Regions from separate parts of the Mus musculus genome. Here region 2 is linked to region 1. The links are chromatin contacts, called in public promoter capture Hi-C maps. All regions are on one chromosome and are shown on one strand. Each heading gives the region's core, a stretch centred on a gene start, on an enhancer-like site or on the middle of the called end of the contact. The rest is flanking DNA. Distances are from core to core; before and after follow the strand shown.

Region 1 (6,672 bases), core at 2,009-4,508:
ACCAAAAAAGTGGTCCAACATATCAAAAGAACACATGTTCCACTATGTTCATAGCAGCCTTATTTATAATAGCCAGAAGCTGGAAAAAACCCAGATGTCCTTCATCAGAGGAAGGGATACAAAAATGTGGAATATTTACACAATGGAATACAACACAGCTGTTAAAAACCATGACTTCATGAAATACTTAGGCAAATGGATGGAACTAGAAAATATCATCCTGGGAGAGGTAGCCCAGTCACAAAAGAACACACATGGTATGCACACACTGATAAGTGGATAGTGCCCAAAAGCTCAGAATACCCAAGATAAAATTCACAGACCATATGAAGGTCACAAAGAAGGAAGACCAAAATTTGGATGTTTCAGTCCTTCTTAGAAGGGGGAACAAAATATTCAGGGGGAGGTAGGTGGTTGGAAGGGACTTGGGAGGAAGAGAGGAAAGGGAAGGGGAAAAAGGAGCAGGATCAGGTATGAGAGGAGACAGGGATGATATATAGTGTCAGGAATTTGAAGAGATGTGTGTAGCAATGAGAGATGGGAAACTGAGGATAGCCACCAGCAAATCCTAGATACCAGGAAAGCAAGATGTTGCAAGGACCCAACAGGGATATGATTAGCTGAAATGCCCCAACAAAGGTGAAGGAGAACCTGTAGAGACCGTATCCAAAGGCTAAGCAAAGCCCCTCATTGGAGGATGGGGCCAATTATTAACCCTGAAAGGCTCCTGTCTAAAGAAGATACAAGGACAAAGTGTGGCGCAGAGAGTGAAAGAAAGCCCATCCAGAGACTGACCCACCTGGGGATCCATCCCATATACAGACACAAAACCTAGACACTATTGTGGATGCCAAATATTTGATGACAGGATCCTGTTATATCTGTCTCTGGAGAGGCTCTGTCAGAGCCTGAAAAATGCAGAGGCAGATGCTTGCAGGCAACCTCTGGTTTGAACATGGGATCCCCAATGGAGGAGTTAGAGAAAGGACTGAAAGAGCTGAAGGGGTTTGCGACCCCATAGGAAAAACAATATCAACCAACCAGACTCCCCAGAGCTCCTAGAGACTAAACCAACCAAAGACTACACATGGAGTGACTCATGGCTCCAGCTGCATATGTAACAGAGGATGTCATTGTCTGGCATCAATAGGAGGAGAAGCCCTTGGTCCTGTGAAGGCTCTACTCCCGAGTGTATGGGAATATCAGGGAGGTGAGGTAGGAGTGGGTAGGTGGAGAGAGAATCATCCTCATAGAAGCAGGGACAGGGGAGTTCTGGAGGGTAAACTGGCAAAGGGAATTTGAAATGTAAATATATTAAATATCCAATAAAAATATGTTGTAATGTAATTTTTATAATTATGCATAATTAATTACCTACTAAATACACACTAAGGCACGGCTACTTTTTCACTTTTTTTCTAATCCTACAATTTTGGCTTCTATTTGCCAAGAACCTCTTGAGAAGCTTTTATCAGTGTGATTTTGAAAAGCAGTATTAATTTATCTTGCAAGCATTTTTGTTATGATTTCTGATTTTGGAATAAACACAGTAAGGGGAGTGTAGTTCACGTGTTGTGAACGACTTCCCAGTCCTCCCAGGTACTGGAGCTCAATTAAATAGGCTCAAATCCCAGTCTGTATAATTGTAGGTATGACTTTGTATAAAGTTATTTAATTCCCCTTTGTGCCAATTTTGTAGTCATTAAATGGGGATATGATATTGCCTCATTTATTAGTCAATAATCAACTATTAATGTCTGATGAAAGTACAATAAATATCTCAATGCTTTTCAATGTAGGAAATATTAGCATTTCTGTGTCCTCTGAGAGTGATTGATCAGATGAGAATCATCTTTTGACTGTTCAGCATCTCTCTTCCAAGTGTCTGCCAGCACCTCTCTAGCTAGACTGTATTGGTTATTCCTCAGTGAGGGAAAACACACAAATACACAGAACTTTTCAAACTTGTTTACATTACATCTGCTGACATTCCCTTTCTGAAAGCTATTCATGGAGCTCTATCCAACCCCCAAGAGAAACTTTGCTCATTCACATAGATTAGGCAAAGTAGATCGTTTTAATCTTTAACCTTGTTTGAAGAAAAATTAATTAATAAATTAAAACACTTAACATGTGATCTAAAGGCACTCAATAGTTTGATAGCAACATTATCCTCATCATTATCTTTATTTATTTTTAATTTAAACTTGGTTGCCAGTTAACAATGCATGTAAAATTCTGTTTGTTTGCTAAAACCTCAACTGTTAAACAACATGGAAAAGCAGCCCCAGTTAATTTTTTTCATAAAATATAAGGTATTTGATTGATATATTCAGTCTGACCATGTCACCAGACAAATGTAAGACATTTGGCTTACATTTCTCTCTATATGTTTATGTAGAATATTTCTATGGTAAATTTTGAAAAATATAAATACAAGAGAAAAGTGATTTATTTGGGTTCTAGAAGTTTGGGTATCTAGTTGATTTATTTTGCTTTTAGAGATTTCACTCCACACTCTACAGTTGACTGGCTCCATTGTTTTGGGGCCATAGTGTGACTGAATATCATGCTGGGATGCAGAAGTCAGAGATATAAATCAGCTCACTTATATGTAGACAGGAAGCAGAAAGAGTACCTATACTAATGGCCTCTTCCCCAGTTCTTTTTAGTTTTTTCTGATCTCCAGCTCTTTGGATGGCATTGCCAACTTTCAGGACAGAGTGTTCTCTTTTAGACGCTCTGGAAATGGGCTTATAGACACACCCAGACATCTGGAAATGGGCTTATGGATACACCCAGATGTACATTTTACCAGCCTCCACAGTATCACTCACTCCAACTGACAAACAAAATTAATTCTCACATTCCCTGCAAGTTTAATTTGAAATTATACACAGTCAAAGACAGCAAAACTAGAAAAAGATAAATGGGAGGGGAAATGAGGAGACAGTTGCTATTACTCTTCTCAACAGGAGTGATATACTGAGCTTATAATTTACCGTTTAGGTTGTAGTAGTTTCATACTGGCTATAAAAACCCCACCTGCTTTCGTATATAATGGCATTGACATATAAAACCCCTCTATAGTTGATAAGGCAGGCATCATTATTTATAATTTATACATGAGGTAATTAAGATTCATATAGCATTTACCTTGACAGAATTCTTTAATTAGCAATAGAGCTGTTATTTTAGCGTGAGTACTCTGCTTCTTAAACCACTGTTCCTTCCATCAGGCACAGAACACGCTGGATCTGACTTAATTATGGAATAAAATGCATCCAAAGGCTCTGCTGATTAGCAGAGTTGCCACACAACTTCCATCAGCCCTCCTCAGCAATCTGTTCACGATCCGAAACTGCAAGTGTGTACATGCCTTGACTTGGAGGAAGACAGTGTGGGCAGCAGATCACAGAAAAGACAATCTAACCAAAAATATAATACAAACATCTCTTGAATTTTGTCTACAGACAGTTAATACATTATATTTATTTACATTTCTAGTTGTATATTCATTTCCAGAAAAACCTACGCTAATATCCAGTTGATCTTACATTATTATAGGGGAAACCTTCACAGCACTAAATAATTGATCTTTCCTTTGTTCATTCACTAGTGGTGGGCTAGTTTAATAGGTAAATCCATTAAGTTAATTACATATTGAATCTATTGGCTGTTCAATTTGAGGGGGCATAAACATGGAATTTGATCATTCAACTTCAGATTATTAACATTAATAAAGTTAAGTATTTAAGGTATGAACAGAAAACTAATTTAAAGTATTTTATGCAGAGACATGTATACACAATAAAACAAAGAGGTGTCTAAGAGGCCAAAAAATAACAAGAAAAATGATTTTATCGTTCACTCATTCCTTTGTCACAGATTTTAAAATCAGAGAAGATGTTTTGGCTACCACCATCTTTTGAAACTTTTCCAGTTTTAGAGAAACTCTTTAATGTTAACCCCCCCCCCCATATTTTCACATCCTATTTCTATCTGATCAATAAGTCCTTTTCATCTTAAAGAGTTATTCAAATGTTTGCCCTATATATGTCAATTACTAGTGCTATTCAGGAGCCAACACTATGCCTTCCTGGAAATTTTGCAAAACTATTTAATACATTGAGTACTTTTTTCTAATATGCCTCTATTCTACTGGCCCATCTGCAGTGTGTCTATTATTTAATATTCTTCAAAATTAATTGGTGTGGAAAAATGTAGAAGGCCTTCCACAGCAGTAGTATAATACTTGAAATCAACACTAGAGAACGGTATGAAATCGTGTGTTTAAATGTAAGCTATGACTCATTATTATCCAAAATTCAATGAAGACCTTGACATTCCTTTGAAAAATAAATTTATGTCACTCTACTGAAATGCATCTTCACTGCTTACAAATTAAAATTATATAGCTTTATATGGCATAGACGATACAGAACAATGCTAATCCTCCACCCCTGTAGCTCTTTGGGACTTACTTACGTAATTTCTGGAACTCTAGTTCTTCCTTCATAGACTTCTCAGCACATAGGATCCATCCTCTGATCCTCTCTGCACATCTGTAAAACAAGCTGGCAAACATCTTCTGTTATGTACATTATGTAATTTTATCTATCTTACAAGCTATGTCTTACTGTTATTATTGAAAATCTCTCCCCAATATGCTGAGTTCTGGTCTCAATCCTATTGTGTTTCTTGAATTAATAAGTATACAGTTTCATCAAATCATATCAAAGCTTACAGATTTGACCTAAGTTCAAATGCTTTTATGCTCTGCTATATTTGTAATAAAGCTATACTGGAAAAAATATATAATAATTTAGTTCAAAATATCATGGGATATTCTGAAGCAATTGAAAGAACCTAGTGGGGAATCCCCCCCCTCAACTCCCGATTCAGCGTGCACCCAAGAATCACGACTAGAACACAACACCTTGATGTAACAACACAAGGTATTTTAATGGCGGAGCTCCGGGTCGAAACATATCTCACACAGGAGACAGTGGATTCAACCACGAGGCTTGGAAGCTAGGGGTTTTTATAGAAAAGGAGTGGGGCTGGGGGAGGAATTGGCGCAGTTTCACATGATTGGTCCATTTAAACATCAGCAGCCTGTTAACATTTAACTTAGGTCAGAGGGGTGGGAGATAGGGAGGCGATGGGCCTGTCCGGGCATGTCCTGGTCTGTTCTGCTATGTTCTCAGCCCCAGGTTTCAAAGCTCACAAACAACTCTTTGGGCTATTTGACATACATTACATGAATCACAGGTCTCAAGTTTTATTTCCTTTCACAATCATGGTACTCAGCCATTCTGGTTTTAGTAACCAGGAGAGTATGGCTAAGCAAAGTGGCTTCAAGTTTAAGAACACAACTATCTAACCACTTTAACACTTTACTTACTATGTGACCTTGTAAAAGTTATTTAGCTTCTCCCAGCTTCTATCACCTCCTCAGCACAGAAGAGGATGATAAAGCTGGCTTTAACTCACAGGGTTTTATAACAGATTGTTGTAACCCCAAGGTAGGTGCGAGTCACTAATGAAGACTTATAGCTCTCAGTCCCTTGCTAACAACTCTAATTTCTCTCTAACCTGCATGAGCTGATCACATTAAACATGCTTGACATCCAGGCTCTCTCTCAAAAAGAAATTGTGTAGTGGGATTTGGTGTGCAGGTATCAAGTTAAAAATTATGGTTCATGCTATTGCTAACATCACCCCCTGACACAAATCTAGGAATTCTCACCAGCAAGGCTCCACAGGCCTGAGGGTCTCTTTAATGTAAAAAGAAGTGAAGGAGAGAGCTTGGGGAAAGGATTTTCCTTAATCCTGCATGGAGCTCATGACTCTTCAGCTAGGACAGGAGACAAAGGAGGCCAAGGTCAGAGCACGTCACTTCAGTAAGTATCTCTCCTACAAGTAAAATGCAGAAACAAATACCTACTCACATCCACAAACACTTGCTATCCAAAACAGCCAATCAGCTCAATGTCTTGAAGTCTTTAGTTCCTTTGTTGTCTCGCCTTTCCCTGTCAGAGGTGAATGGATGTTATTCTTTGGATATGCAATGGCTCTCACACACACATGAGTGGAACACTTGGTCATCAGCTGGTGGCAATGTTTAAAAAGCTGTGGAGAGGCTTGATTGAGCACAGGGTCTAACTGGTCAAAGGCTGGAACGAAAGTCTGTTAACAACAAATGCTGTTTCCTTTCAGGTTCTGACCTGGGCTACTGAGACGTGCCAGCCATTCACTCTGGTTACCATGGTTTTCACCACGATTCTTTTGCCAATATAGACTGTACCTCTTAAGCTATGAGCCAAAATAAATTCCTCCTCCATTTTGGGGGTGGGGGTCAGGTATGTGACAGTTACCAAAATGTCACTGGGCCCAATACTACGATAACCATCCTCAAAAACTGAGAAGACCTCTAATAGTATGCTTTCAAAAAAATAGTCTTCACTGGCTAGACTGGCTAGACTAAAAAAATTCTTTGTTCTGTTAATTTTAGGATTCTACTTTCTCTTTTTCTCTTTTCTACCTGTCTTCTTCTACCTCTCTTCTTATCTTCCTTCCTTCTCTGTACCTGCTTCTGCTTCTGCTTCTTCCTCTTCCTCCTCCTCCTTTTCTTCTTCATCTTCTTCTTCTTTCTTTTTCATTCTCATT
Region 2 (6,672 bases), core at 1,456-3,955, 770 kb after region 1:
TAGCACAGAAACCTATAACTGAGAAACATGAAGTGAGAGACATTAGAATACTGAGTTCTAAGTGATCTAAATAGAATGTCTTTATCAAGTCGTTCCCCCCCCTACCCCCCCCCCCACACACACACCTCAAGGCTTAGCAATCTGTGTGGAAGAGGAGATGGAAAGATTCTAGGGGCCAGAAATGGTAGATACATCCAAGGAACAGTGTTTTCCAGACACAGCAGCATTGGCATGCACATGAATTTACAGAGACTGTGCAGCACACATAAAACCTACACAGCTTCAAGCCAGATAGGGTCTCAGCACGGAGGAGAAGTGGAAATAGGCTATCATCCCTAAGAAGCCATTTGTAAGTGATACCCACTAGCAAACTAAAAATGGTTTCTTCAATGGAGTGTCATTGGGTATACCAACCAACTCTAGGACAGGCCTCACACCTAGGAGTAGTTGGACAACACAAAATAAAGTCCACAGAGGGTTTTGTGTGAGTGTGTTTTTATTTCATTATGGTGGTTTTGTCTCATTGATTTTCTGTTTCTCTATTTTGATTTTTTGTTTCATTTGTGTATTTTGTTGCTGTTGTGGGGGGTTTGGAGTGTTTCTGTTTTTGTTTTTGTTTTTTTTGGTTTTTGGGTTTTGGTTATTTTATTTATTTATTTATTTATTTATTTTAGAAAGAGAGAAAATGAGAAAATGAAGTTGGGTAGTTATAGTTGTAGGGAAAATCTGTAGGGGGGAGTTTGAGGGGGAGACAAAACAAAGAAAAAGTGAAAAAATACATTGTAAGAGATTCTCAAAGAATTAATAAACCATATTCCAAAGAGGATAAGGGATCTAGGATTACTTCTAGTTTTCTGACTAGAGAAAATTCTAATATTCAAGTACCTAGCACATTGGGTACTGTGTCAGTTCCTTTACAGAATATCTCTTTCCTCACAATGACCCTAATAAATACTGACACTTCCCTTTTACAACTCAACTGAAGTCCGCAAGACTCTCCAATTTGTCCAGAAAACAGAAATGACATGTGGAAGTGGAAAGTGTTTAGCCCTTTTTGTGAACAATGCAATCCTAAAGTTAAAAAGTATTAATTATACACATGATCCCAGGCCCATGGATAAGAGTGAATAAACAGTAGACCCAAAGGGTACATGTTGATTGCAAATACAAGTTAGTAAATATAGGGTTTGGATTGTAATGGCTTAATTTTAGGCAATAGGTCAAATACATAACTATCTTTATCTGAAAATGAAGAGGCATTTGATAAGTGAAGTAGATTATATAATGGCCATGGCTATAATCTATTAAATGAGAATAGTGTTATTCAGCTACAATTTCACAGCAAACATTTGTCCATGTATTTCCCCCATACCACCATACAGTGTCAAACTTCAGAGCATCTCTCAAAAGCAGGCTAGTTGTAAACTGGTGTGATACAGCTCAGCGGGATAAAGCCAGCCATTAGCATTCTAACGTCAAGATGCTTTTATATGCATCAGCTAACTTCCCCATATGAAATGCATTCCTTCATCAGGTGCAATTTCATTTTCCATAAAGATTGCCTGTAAGTCTTCTCATTAAGCCATCATCAGGAAGAGCAGTTACCCAGGCTCTTGTTCACCCATCTTGATGCTTCCATATCTAGCACAGCTTGTCTCATGCATACTATGAAACTCTCCTAGTTGAAAGAGAAAGATGACACTATCTTTTTCTTTTACATCAATGCAGCAAGCCTAACTTACTTCATAGCATATTTGAAAAAGAGTAAAGTTCCTCCTCCTCAAAGCAGTGACAATAGGAACATGCTTATTTCTTGTTTGAATAACAGCACAATTAGACTAAGCAAACTACTGGTGATAATTGGATCTATGGGACATCATCCCTGGAGTTTCAGTGTTTGTAATGCTGTTCTGACAGATTTGCAACTTTAATTTGCTGCAATATGGGAAATTTTTCAAAAGCAACAAATAGACTAAATTGTCTTCCGGAGGCAGAGGCTGGTCCTTTGGAGAATGTTTCTGTAGCTCAGTCGCTAAGGCAACTACAGACATGAAAAATGCAGACATTAGGTATTTTTCACCATGAGAATATCCATCATCACTTTCTTATGTTCAAAGGGAAACTCCGATTTGTTTCCCAAAGTTCAAGGTCTTCAATTAGTTTCTTTTATATCTTCAGAAATCTGTACATTATTTTACGTATCGACTCTCCAAACCATTGTGAGCATCTCTCTAGGACTGGCAAAAGAAACTGTGAACTTGGGAGCTAGAGATTTTCCTTCATGAAGAATATTACCAAGCTAAGAGAAGAAAATCATCTTAGTAACTTAAAGGTAAAAACACATTTGTAGCTGATCTACAAATGTAGTTTTGCAATAAGGGGGGAGCAAACGATTGCTTCTTTTGTTATTCTCTTACCATGTTTACTTAATGAATTCTTCTCTCGCTCCATCTTAACAGGAGGAAAGGTCTTGCTGCAAAAGCAGCAAGTTCACCATTTACTGGTGACTTCGTGGCTAAGTTATATTAATAACCAATTGTTCAAACGTGCACTTCTACAATAATACTCTCAATTTAGAGAGGCACTTAAATACAAAGCCAAAGTTCATATGAAGGAAAAACTGTGAGAAAATTTAAAGCAGGATTGGTTGCTTTATATATTTCTGCTCTGTAATTAGGACATACATATGAATATACTACCATAAAATGGTTCAGGGAAATTGGACCTCTGTCACAGTGTTTGTTTTTCTGGGATTTTCGCACTACCCCAGAATTGAAGTCACCGTATTTGTGCTGTGTCTGCTGATGTATCTGATCACCTTGCTGGGAAATACTATTCTGATCTCCATCACTATCCTTGATTCTCATCTGCACACTCCCATGTACTTTTTCCTCAGCAACCTCTCATTTCTGGACATCTGGTATACCTCTTCTGCTCTCACTCCTATGCTGGCAAACTTTGTTTCAGGGAAAAACACCATTTCCTTCTCGGGATGTGCCTCGCAGATGTACTTCTCTCTTGCCATGGGCTCCACTGAATGTGTGCTCCTCTCTATGATGGCCTATGACAGGTATGTGGCCATCTGTAACCCACTGAGATATCCCATTATTATGAACAGGAGGGTCTGTGTACAGATTGCAGGCAGCTCCTGGGTTACAGGCTGCCTCACTGCCTTGGTGGAAACTGGACCTGTGATTCATCTGTCTCTCTGTGGTAACAGCATCATCAATCATTTCACCTGTGAAATTCTGGCTCTCTTAAAATTGGCCTGTGGAGACACTTCCATGGTACAGTTAATTATGCTGGTGATCAGCATTCTTCTTCTCCCATTGCCAATGTTGCTCATTTGTGTCTCCTATGCATCTATCCTCTCCAACATCTTGAGGATCAGCTCAATGGATGGCCGAAGCAAAGCCTTTTCAACATGTGCAGCCCACTTGACTGTGGTGGTTCTGTTCTATGGGACAGCTCTCTCCATGTACCTGAAGCCCTCATCTGTAAACTCACAGGAAATTGATAAATTTATGGCATTAATATATACTGGACTAACACCAATGCTAAATCCTATTATCTACAGTCTACGGAACAAAGAAGTAAAAATGGCTGTGAAAAAATTGTTGATGAAAAACCCCTTCAGTGCTATCTTAACTTCTGTCCTCAAATAATATTGAAATAAGGCATACTCATCTAGATAAATCTTCAAATTGTTGAGAGAACTGCATAATAATACAAGCCAATTTCCCAGAAAACACTAATTTTAATCACAACTACCATTATGTCATATATCCTGATTTGCCTTGTAAAATGTTTTATATCAATGAATCATTTATATAGAAATATGTTGTCAAGAAGGTAGTTAGTACTTATTGCATATTAGTATAAACTTAAAATGATGTAGCTACCTATTTTTCTATTTGACCTACTAAATGATCTCACTGTCTAGCAGTGACATAACCATGAAAATAAGTAATATAATAAGGATGCAGAATTGTTAGAAAATTCTGAAGTGACATTTTCTCAGTGATTTGCAAATATCTCTGCATTTAAAAAGAAAGATATTTTAAGTTAGCATGTACATATGACCATCACTATCTGGTACTCTTCTAGTTTCTGAACATTAAAATGTTAAATTTATTTTTTTCAGATTTGGAAAGACCAACTTTGAATGACAACTTATTTAGGTTGCATATGTTGAAGAAGGATAAATATCTATAACATAACAAGAATATCATGATAAGGATTGCAAAATTATATTTTTATTTATGTGCTTCAATAGAAATATAAAAATGGGAGATCCGGAATTATGGGTCTAAGATGAAATGATTTCATATTATACTTCAGTGTCTTAATAAATTCATCAATTACCCACCCAAATTATTAACACATTAAACAACCGGTCTGGAATTGTAGCTCGATACAGCATGTACAAGGATTTAGCTTTAACCCCTCAGCACTGTTGAAAAGACATTTTAAAAACATGTTGCTTAACTGACCATGTAGGACTGATAAAGAAAGACCCCTACTCTATGTTGAGTGTAGTTTAAAAGAGATATTGTATCTGTCTTTAAAATATATGGACTAAAACATTCATAAATGTGTTCAATATGATTGAACAAAACTGCAGACTAAGATGTCACCATGATACAAACTAATGTCTTTTCCTTTTCTATTAAATCCTCCTAGAATCTGAACACAAAGCTGACATGTATGTTACTTCCTTGAAATTATGTAAATGATGGCTTCATCCTGTGAAAGTGTATCTCGTGCTACTGCAGACAAGCTTCATGTGGACCTTATGTTTAAGAAAGGAGAGATGATCACACATAAGCATCACCCCAGCACTGGTGTGAACTCTTGTAATCCCAACCTTGTGGAGGCTTAGACAGAAGGATTATAGAGCCAGCTGTGATCACACACTGAGATCCTCACCCAAAACACAGAGGATCTGAATAAAGAAAAAGAAGAAGAAAGTAATGAGGGGGAGAGAGAAAGAGACAGAGAAACAGAGGCGGGAGGTAGAATGAGGAAGGGAAAAGGGAAGGGAAAAATGAAGGAAAGAAGTTACTATGTGAGACCCATACCTGAGCAAGACAGGACTCACAAAAAATAAGTCAGTCACTGGTGCATGGATTTAGGGAAGAAGTTTATAAGAAGCATGTAAGGATTCAGTGGGGGTAGAATCCTTCTGGTGATCTTAATTCAAATGCCCTCAGCATGTACGAGAGAAGTTCTCACTCTCGGCCATCTGATACTACAGTCTGTCAACTCAAAATTCTCCAAAGGGAGGGACGGTTATTTTTATTTCATCTCTACTTAAATAGCTCATTGTAAACAGTGACCACAATATAATATTGGTTTGGGCTAAGAGTCCACAGTTTGTAGAGGACATATCTGAATGAGAAATGTCCTCTGGAATAGCTTATGAAGCTGCTCAGAGGCAAAACCCAGTAACGTGGCCTCAGTTGCTCTGGTTGGGTCAGTAGCCTAAACAAGGTCCTCTAATTTAAGAGTTTGGGGAGTAAGCTTTTTTTATAGTCTAGATGTTTTGTGTACCCCACAGATAAACCTGTGTATGCAATCTTGGATCGCGCTTTAATTACTTCATCACTGTTACTTGTTCTATTGGGAGTAGCCCCCACCTCTGCTGCAGCCCTTACTGTATTTAGAGAGGAAACAGTTCATTGGAATGTGCCTGACTGAATCACACCACAGTTCATGTCTGCTTCTCTGGAGCAACATCCAGTTTATTCTTTGTTTGTAATGTTTACATTCATTGGTCTTCCATACTTCAGTGCACAGGTGATTGACTTTGGTGAATGAGTTTTGTTTTGGAAGCTTTACCACTTTAGCTCTCACAGAGCAGCCATGATTTCAAGGTCTAAGGGAGAACTCACTGGCTATGAACCACCTTTGGAAACCACCTCCAGGTACATTCGTGCAAACTGATAGGAAACACTTTCTTGTCAAATAGTCTGGAGGTATCATTGTCGCATCATGTGGGGTAACTCCATTGATACCGTGCACATGTGCGTGTGTGCACGTATGTGTGCATGCACATGTGCTTATGTGTGTGTGTGTGTGTGTGTGTGTGTGTGCATTTGTATGTGTTGTTAAGTAACTTTATAAAATAGTATGCTTTCCTATAGCTTGTCAAAATATGCTTAGTATTACTTATAATACCTGCCTCTCCCTCTGTATCACACCAACTCTCTTCTTCTCTCCATCTTTCTATGTAAATTCTAAGTTATACACACAAAACAAATGATTCAAAGTATGATCCACAAATAAGAAAGAACATATGGTGTTTGTCTTTCTAGTGTGGTTTACTTTGCTTGGTGTAGTGTTTCCCAGTTCTATTCATTTACCTGAAGTCTTCATGATATCACTTTTCTTTACCACTGGAAACATTTTGATTGTGTATATATACACCACACTTTAATTATCTACTCGTCAGCTGATGGACATTTGGTTGCTCCCATTTCAAAGATATTGTGAATCAAGCAGCAATTAATATCATCAAGCAAGTTTCTATAGAGTGCAATGTCCAGTCCTTCAAGCATACATCAAGAAGTAGTATAGCTGGGATATATGCTAGGTCTATTTTTGATGGTTTATTTTTACTTTATGTGAGTGTTTTGCCTACATGTATGTATGTGCAATATATGCATGTAG

What was found. Promoter capture Hi-C pulls out the DNA fragments that hold promoters and counts their contacts.
Region 2: a contact with region 1 is called in a promoter capture Hi-C map of hippocampal neurons, with 2.7 times the contacts expected there. The contact joins the promoter of Olfr275 here to the promoter of C630028M04Rik in region 1. A contact is called at or near these places in 3 of 39 promoter capture datasets (embryonic stem cells, hippocampal neurons and liver).

What each region holds. Positions count from the first base shown.
Region 1 is chr4:52,047,852-52,054,523 of GRCm38.p6, forward strand. It overlaps C630028M04Rik (RIKEN cDNA C630028M04 gene), which reads right to left and starts at 3,259. Exons shown (of 3, transcript NR_040668.1): 1 at 3,157-3,259.
Region 2 is chr4:52,822,694-52,829,365 of GRCm38.p6, forward strand. Olfr275 (olfactory receptor 275) reads left to right here and starts at 2,706. Exons shown (of 1, transcript NM_146858.2): 1 at 2,706-3,665. The coding sequence starts at 2,706. The coding sequence ends at 3,665. It overlaps 4930552N02Rik (RIKEN cDNA 4930552N02 gene), which reads left to right. Exons shown (of 4, transcript NR_040661.1): 3 at 2,968-3,070; 4 at 4,684-5,576.